Linked DNA regions of Sus scrofa: region 1 is linked to region 2. A link is a contact called in public Hi-C data. All regions are on one chromosome and are shown on one strand. The core of a region is the stretch at or near the end of the contact, and the rest is flanking DNA. Distances in the headings are between cores, read along the strand shown. Region 1 has its middle 240 kb from the start of USP24. Region 2 has its middle 180 kb from the start of PLPP3.

What was found. Hi-C and Micro-C count contacts between places; a contact is called where the count stands out from the background.
Region 1: a Hi-C map of embryonic fibroblasts shows a contact between it and region 2, with 1.8 times the contacts expected there. The contact joins two enhancer-like sites. A contact is called at or near these places in 6 of 47 Hi-C or Micro-C datasets (embryonic fibroblasts, mesenteric adipose tissue, retroperitoneal adipose tissue and 2 more) and 1 of 2 datasets of contacts at active chromatin or transcription factors (skeletal muscle).

Annotation. Positions count from the first base shown.
Region 1 is chr6:156,980,989-156,986,030 of Sscrofa11.1, reverse strand. No RefSeq gene overlaps it. Among named protein-coding and RNA genes, the nearest start is that of USP24, 240 kb to the left of the region's middle. Within about 2 kb of position 1,845, at least 16 of the 83 cell types and tissues checked have an H3K27ac peak or open chromatin away from gene starts, as enhancers often do. A contact at or near this core is called in embryonic fibroblasts, where this site is marked.
Region 2 is chr6:155,973,522-155,978,275 of Sscrofa11.1, reverse strand. No RefSeq gene overlaps it. Among named protein-coding and RNA genes, the nearest start is that of PLPP3, 180 kb to the right of the region's middle. Within about 2 kb of position 2,270, at least 9 of the 83 cell types and tissues checked have an H3K27ac peak or open chromatin away from gene starts, as enhancers often do. A contact at or near this core is called in embryonic fibroblasts, where this site is marked.

The DNA of each region.
Region 1 (5,042 bases), core at 596-3,095, 1.0 Mb before region 2:
CAGGGTTAATGGATACAAACTATTGCCTTTGGAATGGATTAGCAATGAGATCCTGCTGGTAGCCCTGGGAACTATGTGTAGTCACTTATGATGGAGCATGATAATGTGAGAAAAAAGAATGTGTACATGTATGTGTAACTGCGTCACCATGCTGTACAGTAAGAAAAAACTGTATTGGGGAAATAACTGTTAAAAAATAATAATAAAAATATTTTCTCAAAAATAAAAGTAAAATAAAAAAAGAAATGCAAATGCATTTCTCGACACTTAGAGAAAAAGAAGAAATAATTCTCTTACTGAATTATTCACAAGCTTTCAGAGCCATAAATGAAAACCATGGAAGCTTCCCATTCTACATTCTCCTCCCACCACACACAAACACCCCCCCCCCCATATATACACATACACTTCCTTTCGCTCAGAACCCCTCTGCCCTTCATGCAGTTGGTAAAGAATGAACAGCCAGTGGGAAATTAGAAGTGAGAGGGTACCAGTTACATGTCTTTTACATTCTAAGTTCCTGGAGCCAAGACCAAAGCCACATATTGACAAGGGTAGGGCATGCCTCTGACAGAAGCCTCCTGCAAGGGTTCTAGAATGCTGATTCATCTTCTTGTGCAATGAAGACCTCTCCATAGAGAAAGGAAGGGAAGGGAAGCCAAGGAGAGCGCTTGCTTAGAAGCACTTACTATATATCAAGCTGTAGATATGCTGTTTCATTTAATGTGGACAGTAATCCCGTGGGGTAGATATTATCATCTGCTGCTTGCAGACGAGGTGAATAGTTCGAGAGGTTGAATGGTTTTTCCAAGTTATGACAGCTGATATATGAAGAATTTTATTTGGCAGGTGCTGGAATATAGGTATAGGCATCTACCTTGAGACACCCTCTTCTGAGATCCCATCCCAGGGCTAGAAAAAGGAAAGAAATGTGGAAACTCTGATGTAAGCTATTTTTCTCTTTTTAGCATTTCTGATGCAATTTCAAGCTTGGTTTCCCAGAGTACAGGGGTGATGGTTATCATTTTTTCACATGTAGAGCACTTTACAAATTGACAGATATTTTACCCTCCCTCCTGCTTTTCCCTTTCTCTTCCTTTCTTTGACAGCAGCTCCACGCTCTATCCCATGAGCTCTCTGGCTCTGGTTTCATCTTTAAAATGGGCATAATGACTTGTGCGCTACCCATGAAGGCTTTTAGGAGATCAAGGAAGACACCAGCTCTGCTCCCTCTATTACTTGATCTTTTGGCATTCGCAGCTTAGCAAAATTATACATAAACAACTATTTGTGGAATCATGGGTTTATCACCTCTCTCTCCTGCAGAGAGTTCATAGGTCTGGTTTAGCACGCTCTCTCCAGCATTTATATTCTCGAGATCTTAGCTGCAGAACTAGAACTTAAATCTGAGTGTAAGGATTGCAGCTAGGAGGTGGGTGGAAAAGGGAAATGACACATTTAAAATGATAAAAAAATATGAGAAGTAGACATTGTTTGAATTCAGCTGTATGCTAATGAATATCTGTGAACCCAGCTCACAAAGCCAGTGCCAGGGCAGGTTGCCCACACCTGCTCTAGTGGGTGGGGGTTGGGAAGATGTCATGCTGACTCAACAGTCCCTGGTTTGGCCGGGAGTACAGAGAAGTGCAAAGACCATGGCACATGGAGCCTGAAAGTCACATGAATCATTCCCTCAAGTTTTGTTTCATTGGCAGATTTCACTGGAATGCTTTCTGTTTTTTTCTATGTGACTAGCAGCATTGAGAAATCTTGGTTTGAAGGAAATCACTGGTGGTCAGTGGGCTCTCTGCCTGGCTATTCCCATCCAAGGAATAGCATGGTTAAGGCTAATCAGACAGCGATGGCCACAGCTCTCCATGGCCCACTGGACGATTCTGAGGAGGCTAGGTTGATGGTCCAGCTAAATTTTGCCAAGGAATCTAGCAAATTCTCTTATGATGACTTGGAACACTGTTCGTGGAATGCTCTTGATCTGGTAATTCAGCTTCTTAGCTCCTGTAGGAAATGTGACCAGTTTGGTGTGATTCCCTTTGATCAATCACCTTCTTTTTTATGCCACAGATAGTGGTATGAGAATCTAATCTGTAATTATTCATAGGATTGTTTTCAGATAATTTCATCACTAACATATACTAAGCATCTGGTGAGAGCCAGGCACTCGGTTGCTCCCATTATCTAATTTAATGCTTCCAGGGATCCTCCCTGGTAAACACTGTCCTTGCTCCCATTTTGAAGATGAGAAAATTGAGGCTTAGAAAGGTTTTGAGGGATGTCAAGGTCACATGGCTTTCTAGTATTTGACATTTTTGTGGAAGATCCAGGGATGAAAGCTGTCATCCTGGAAGAGTGAGGGAAAGGAAACTATGTATCTTAGCAACCATGTGCCAGGCACCTGCTGAGTGCTTGACAAATTTCATGGCATCTAAAGTTCACAGCACGCCTGGGAAGGGGTGCTGTTAGCATTTCCATTTTAGAGAGGGCTCAAGGTCAAGGAGCTAGTGAGCGGAGGCAAGTTTGGAGCTCTGGTTTTATGCCACAAAGCCTGTTCTTCTAGTCACCACATAGAGCTGCCCCATAGCAAGTGTGCAGGAGAAGCTGGAGCATCCGACCAAGGACCAGGGATGCTGGTGAGCCTGGGAACTGCAGGATGCAGGTGGGTGTGGCTGCCCCAAACCCTGGGTGTCATGACCAGTCAGTGTCTGCAAGCTTCCTCCTATTGTCTGCCTGCTGTTCCAGAGCTTTCAATTTTGTGTTCCTTCTTAGCTAAAAATAAGGTTTTGTTTGCATGCAGGGCAAAGGCCCTGGGACCCTCCTGAGAAAATCCGCAGAGGAAACAGGACACGGATCGGACTGCGAAGGCAGGGACGTCACTCCTCAGCTCTGAGAGGCTGGAAGCACGGAGCGGGAAGTGGCACTTCCCCTGTGTTTTTATGTTTAGCCGGGGTTTAATTAATAACCGGCAAACAAGTCTATAATTAACTCGATTTCCCTTTGGCCAGCCGAGGGAATAATAATAAGGCTCCTTTTTAAAGTCCACGGCATTGCTGGAAGGATGGGAGGGAAATCAGGCTTCCAGCACTGCCTGCCCAATAATGAGAGCCCTGCCTCGCATTCCTGGCTCCCTTCCTCCCTCCCCCCCGCACATTGTATTATCTGTACCAGATGTTGCATTAAAAGAAAAATTACTATACTTCAGGGCTCAAATTATATGTGCCTGATTTATTGCCTTGCCTCAGTTTTAAATGCTACCTTGCAGAACGCTGATAAATGATAGCTTATTATTTTGCAGGGTGCTGAGGTTGATGAAGATATCAAGGGCAGGAAGGGGTTAACTCTTTCCAGGCTGGAACCTTTTGGCTGGCCATTTGGCCCACCTTCTGAACGTTGCACATCTCCCCATACCCACCCCACCAAACCTATACTGTCTGGGCTGTTTTTATTTCTCATCTCTAAAGTGACACGCTCAAGGCTCTGTCTTGGCTCCCGAGATACTGAGGCATCTTGTGCATCAAAGATGAAGTACCCCTTTTAAGCATGACATTCAAAACTTGTCTCTGACTTCCTTTTCCAGCCCCCTATTAGTCTTCTTCCCACATGCTCTGCCCCCAGAGTCCTGAATGATCTGGCCTGTGCCTGCCTCGCCAGCTTCATTTCTTGCCCCTCTGTCCCACTGGCCTTCTTCCAGGTCCTTGAACGTCCAGACTCCTTCACGCAGCAGGAACTTTGCATGTGCCTCCCCCTCTGTCTGGAGCTCTTGCCCATCCATCCTTCATTTGGGCAGCCCATCTATCTTGTCTCTTGTCTCAGCATGAATGTCACTTTTCCACCCGTGATACTTCTTAGATGAGTATACACTTTCCATAATGTATACTCATTTGCCTATTTGCGTGATTATTTGCCTATTTCCTTGACTGCATTATAAGCACCATAAGGCCAGGAACTGAACCGGTTTACCACTGAAACTCTAGAACGTAATACAAAGCCAGGCGCAGATGCACAACATTTTTTAACTGAATGACTGTCTAGGGGAATAGCCAAGTTGCCTGTCTGCCCCATCCCTCACCCTGCTGAATACCCTGATTTTGATTATTTCTGCTTCCGAAATGAAGTTTTTCACCTATTTCTGGAACCACCTTCCCCTTCACAAGAGCTCTGTCATTTACTAACTCTGTCACTTTGGAAGCGTTACTTGACCTCCCTGGGCCTCAGTTTTCCCCATACGTGAAATGGGATAACAGTAGACTAGCTTCATCCAGTGGTTGTACACATTCAGTGAGTTAGGCTATTAAGGTACTTGGAAGTGTGCTTGGCTCATGGAAGGTACTGTGTAAAATGTTTCAAGGAAAACATTTAGTGATAAATACATGTTTCCTATGTTGTGACTTTAATTTGGGCCTTTGCTCTGGCTCTGCTTCCTCTAGCCACACACTTTGGCTGTGACTTTGCCTTTCTCAGCATCCATGGCCTCAGAATGGGCACAGGTCAACCAACAGGGTGACTGACCCAGACCTGGGGAGGCTGCTCAAGGCGATTTATGCCTGAGCTGGTTCTAAGAAAATGGAGACGACTTTGCCAGTGCCAAACTGGGCCATACTGTCCCATGCAGAAGGAAGAGCATGAAGAAGACCAAAGGAGCTGGAGAACTAGGTGTATTGGGACCACGGCTCACATTGGGTCCCAGCGTGGTTGGAGCAGAGAGTGCAGAGAGGCGGAGGAGCCCAGGCCTCAGAGGACTTCGCATGTCATGCTGAGGAGTGCGCTTGTAGCTTAGGGGCAGCAGCTGATATCTTTAGGAGAAGAGTGCCATGGTCATGTCCAGATGCCATAGAGGGCAGTCTGGGCCAACAGCAGTGGTCATGGGCCTGTGAGACAAGAAGGGGAGCCGTTTAGTGCCTGTGGAGATTGGTCAGGGTTGTAGGAATCCTTCTCTGGGAACCACATGGACTCCTGGAGGTCTCCAGCCTTTGGAAACCAAGGATTTTAAAGATGTGCTAGCTCCCAGGCATGCGTGGAGCTTCCTT
Region 2 (4,754 bases), core at 1,021-3,520:
AAGACTTCTCTTGGAGTTCCCATCGTGGCACAGCGGAAACAAATCCAACTAGGAACCACGAGGTTGTGGGTTCGATCCTTGGCCTCACCTAGTGGGTTAAGGATCTGGCGTTTCCATGAGCTGTGGTGTAGGTCACAGACGCAGCTCGGATCTGGCATTGCTGTGGCTCTGGTTTAGGCCAGAAGCAACAGTTCCCATTAGACCCCTAGCCTGGGAACCTCCATATGCCACGGGTGCCACCCTAAGAACACACACACACAAAAAGACTTCTCTTAATGGATTTCGGCAGTTAGAAGCCCTGGTGGCACGGCTTTCCACTGTATACCCTCCTTAAATTTCCAAGGCTCAAAACAGTCCAGAAATGGAGGCATGAAGCAAAGGTCAGAACCACCCCCAGGACAAGCAGTCACTTGTCTTCTTAACCCAATGACATTTCTGCTAACTTGGGACCCTTTGTAAAAGAAAACTTCTCTGGAAGACAGCTGAAGTGAGGGTGTTAGGGAGAGACAGTGTATATCATAGAAAGAGCAAGAACTATGAAAAAGATCCAGGTTTAAGTCCTTGCAACTGGCTATAGGATTTCCGACACGTGGTTGAAATTTTCTGAGCCTCTTTTGCCTAGAGTCAATGCAATCAGGAAAAACATGAATCTGCCACATATACAGCTAGTAGAGAACTAGGAAAGGAATGCTTTTCCAAGAGCTGGGTTCTTCATCCATAAAAATCAGAACCAAAACACCCCCCCCCTTTAATCTTCTCAGCAACCTCCTAAAGCTCAGAGAGGTCCAACAGCTTACCAAGGTCACACAGCTCATGTTCAGAACCCAGATGGAACCCAGTTCTGATTCCCAAATCACATATCCCAATTCTCAGACTTCCCAAAGTGAAATGAGACACATATGTGGTCTTTGCTTTGAGTGAACTCAAGTTTTGAGAGGAGTTATGTTAACATCCAAAAGAATGGGTCTCACCCCATATATATTCAATAAAGACTTCATAGAGGAGGTGAGACATTGGGGCCAGGCTTTGAAGAATAGGGTTGGTATGCCCCCTTTTCCCTTGATTACTAGAAACCCTGACCCAAGGCTGTGGCTCCCCAGGTGCATGTATAAAGGACCTGGCAACATCTGTGATACGTGCGCTTACCTGCCACTGATCCCTTCTCCTTTCCTACCTGGATCTTTTCTTTGCTGCACTGTTTCACTTGAGATGTACTTTATCTTGTTATCTTGAGTGTATCTCTGTAAGTGAGCTGCCTTTGTGTGCTCTATAGCAAGGTAGAGGATGGGTAAATAAATAATTGACAGCACACAGCCAGGTCCCTACTTGGCTTAAGTGCTGAACCTCAGTGTAGTAGGGCAAGTGTAGACAGGCCAAGTTGAGGCACTGCTTGGCTAATGAGCCTCACTTTTATGAGGTCTCTGCCTTTAAAGCCCTCTCATTCCCACAGTGGGACCACTTCTCCTCTCCCACACTGAGGTAGGTGATTTAGTCATCGAGGAAGCCTGGTGTGGTCAGCTGGGGCTTGGGGGAGCAAGTAGGCCAGCCTGCTGAGCCCACTTGGAGGGCAGCCCCCAATTCCAGGGAAGGTGCTCCTGGCAGGTCACAGCTCAGCAGGTGCCCTATCTGACCCTGTGCCTGCCCTCTGCTGAAGTTTCCTGCACAATCCCCAGGGTGCTCCAGCACCAGGTCATTGCTCTTATCAGACCTCATCCTAGAGCCCAAAGGCCTAGGGTCAACCCCAAGGCCTTCAGCTGGGCAGGAGATGAGCACAGTGGCCCAATCAGTGGGTCAGAACGGAAATATGCACCGTCACCTAAAGGACGTACATGGGCTCCCAGGCAGGAGAGGCCGAAAACCCCCATGACTTCCAAAGGAAGCTGAGTCATACTGGGAGACACAGGGGAGCCAGCCAACCTTATTAATTGAAAAAAAAAAAAAAAAAAAGAGCGAGAGAGAAGGTCAAAAGTCAAACCAAGGGACGCTACCTATGGAGAAGATTGAGCCAAACAATTTGTAGTATCTACAGCCCCATGGGCAGCACTGGCCCTGCTATATGATAAATAATTGAGGTCTTATCCGGATGTCATTAGACAGTTCATGTATCTATTTTTCCTCATTCATATTTCAGGTTTATCACACAACTTTGCATGCAGGAGTGGGTTTTCCCACTAGGTCTGCTTTCAGCAAAAGCAGGAGCTTGTTATTGCCAAAAGGAGCATTCCACCCCTGCAAACGTGATGTAGCAAGTTACATAATAAATTCCTTCAATCTCATGAGCAGAGTCTCCCCTGAGTCACAGATGTGCTGCGGGAGACCTCACACAATAGATGCCCAAGCCTAAAAGCCCACAGGATCATGGAGAATTCACCAAAGGGGTGGATGACAAATGGGTGGGACCCTTTGGCAGCCAGGCCATTTGGGCTCATTGGGTAGGTCATACCAATGACCACTCTTTCCTAGCTTGAAACTCTGCTTCTCCCTGCTGATCCTAAAGGTGCCAGCCCCAGGAGGGCATGTCTGTACTCCCTACTGTCTGTCTGCCCATAGACCTCCTTTGTCTGGGTGGACTTTTGTGACCTGCTCTGTTATCTGGACTGCCCACCACACTCCCTGGGGAGCAAGCACCCCTGGGCAAGACTCACCCTTCCCCAGCTGGGCCAGACACTAACCACCAGCCAACACCCTGTGGGTGAGAATAATTACCCAGGTCCTCTCCAACCAACCCATCCCACTGCCTAACCAAACTCAGACCCATACGTCCCCCTCCCACTCAGCTCTCTGGTCACTGTGACCCCGCCCCACTCAGACTGTATTCTTGGGTAACTAACTTATTAAAACTTTATAATACAGAGCATCACTTGAACTAAATCAAGAAGCAAGAAGGGGGAATTGAAAGAATATGGTATTTTGTGTTGGGTAAAGATCTTTTTATTCACTCCTTGAGGGAACAGGGAAACGGGAAGGTTCACTCACTGCTGGTGGGAATTTGAATTTTTACGGCTTTCCTGGAGGATAATTTGGCAAGGGAGTACACTGAAATATCTTGAAAACCCAAATGCACTTCTTTTTTCTGTTTTAGTTGCACCCATGGCAGATGGAAGTTCCTGGGCTAGGGATCAAATCCCAGCTGCAGCTGCAACCTACACCCCAGCTGTAGCAACACCAGATCCTTAATCCATTGCATTGGGCTGGGGATCAAACCCATGTCACCTCAGAGATACGGCCAGGTCATTAACCCACTGTACCACAGCAGGAACTCCCCAAATGCACTCTAAATCATCAATTCCATTTCTAGGAATTGATCCTAAGTAAGTAAAGATATACACAAAGTTTAAGCTGCAAGAATATTTATCATGGGATTTTTTAACACATTTTTTAAGCAGTAAAAAACTAGATATAAGCTAAACATTTAACAACAAATGATTGATTAAATAAATGACACATTCATATAATGAAATACTATGTGGTCTTTTTAAATGATACAGAAACACAGCTATAGACTGATATTCATCATATATTGTTAAATAGAAAAGCAGTTTACAAATATATACATGGGGGAAAAGTCTGAAATGACATAGCAATGTGATAAAAACTGTTATTTGAATGGTAAAAATTTATGGGTAATTTTTATCTTTCACCTATCAGTACTTTCTCACTTTTGGACAATGACTATGCATGACTTAAGTAATAAAAAATACAATACAATTTGTTTTTAAAGGCTATGGACAGGGTCTTCATACAGACTTGGGTTCAGATTCCAGCTAGCCCGCTAATTAGCAGTGCGACGGTGGAGACATGACTTACATTCCTTGAGCCTCAGTTTCCTTGTATCCAAAAGGGTGAGACCAGCACCCTCCTCGGGAGGCAGTTGTGAGCAATACACTAGGAAGCATAACTACAGCGCCTGGCATGGAGTACACACTGAATGACATTTTTCCCTTCCTTCCAGGATATCCAAAAATACCTCAGAATAACAATTCACAAAGACAAGATGGTCCGACACGTACCTCATCACGTAAAATGTAGGTTTGAAAAATTAGGAGAGACTCAGATTTAATGCTCCAGGCTTCATCCTTCGAGCCCCGATCTCACCAACCCCACGCGGCGGCAACCCAGGAAAGACCCACAGTTAGCCAGTCTATTGCGATCCAGGTGGAATCAGGCAGCTGTGTTACCCAGCCCCATCAGCAGGTGGGGCCGGTCTCCTCCCTGTATCTTCACACTATTCCCACTGGCCAGCTGGTGGAAGGCTCTCCCACCAGAACTGGCTGCTAACACCCGGGACCCTCCTCTCTCATCCCTACCTGCTTCCCACCTCAAGCCAGAGGCTGTTCACGTCTCACTCCTCCCTCTTTGGGCTGAGCCTTCTGGTTCATGAATTTGGTTGTCTATCAGCTGGGATCTGCCCTGCCTTCTCCCATCTTTTCATGCATTCACACGACAAACGTACAAACTTTATGATGACCTCATGGATACTGAGCTTTGTGCTAGGATATAGGGATAAATTAGAGGCATACCCCACTCTGGGCGGTGCGGGCTCATAGCCTGGTGGAGACAACTGGCAGGAAAACAGATCATCACACTATAATGCTGTTACAGCCACTATTATTAATATTATACTTACATAGTCCTTGTCCTAGGCCAGGAGCCCTTCTAATCATTTCATGGTATGCTTCATTTAATCCTCACAACCCACCTTTATGGGGTAGTGTAAGATTGTATTTATGTGGAGGGAGAGGAGAAAAGGAGAC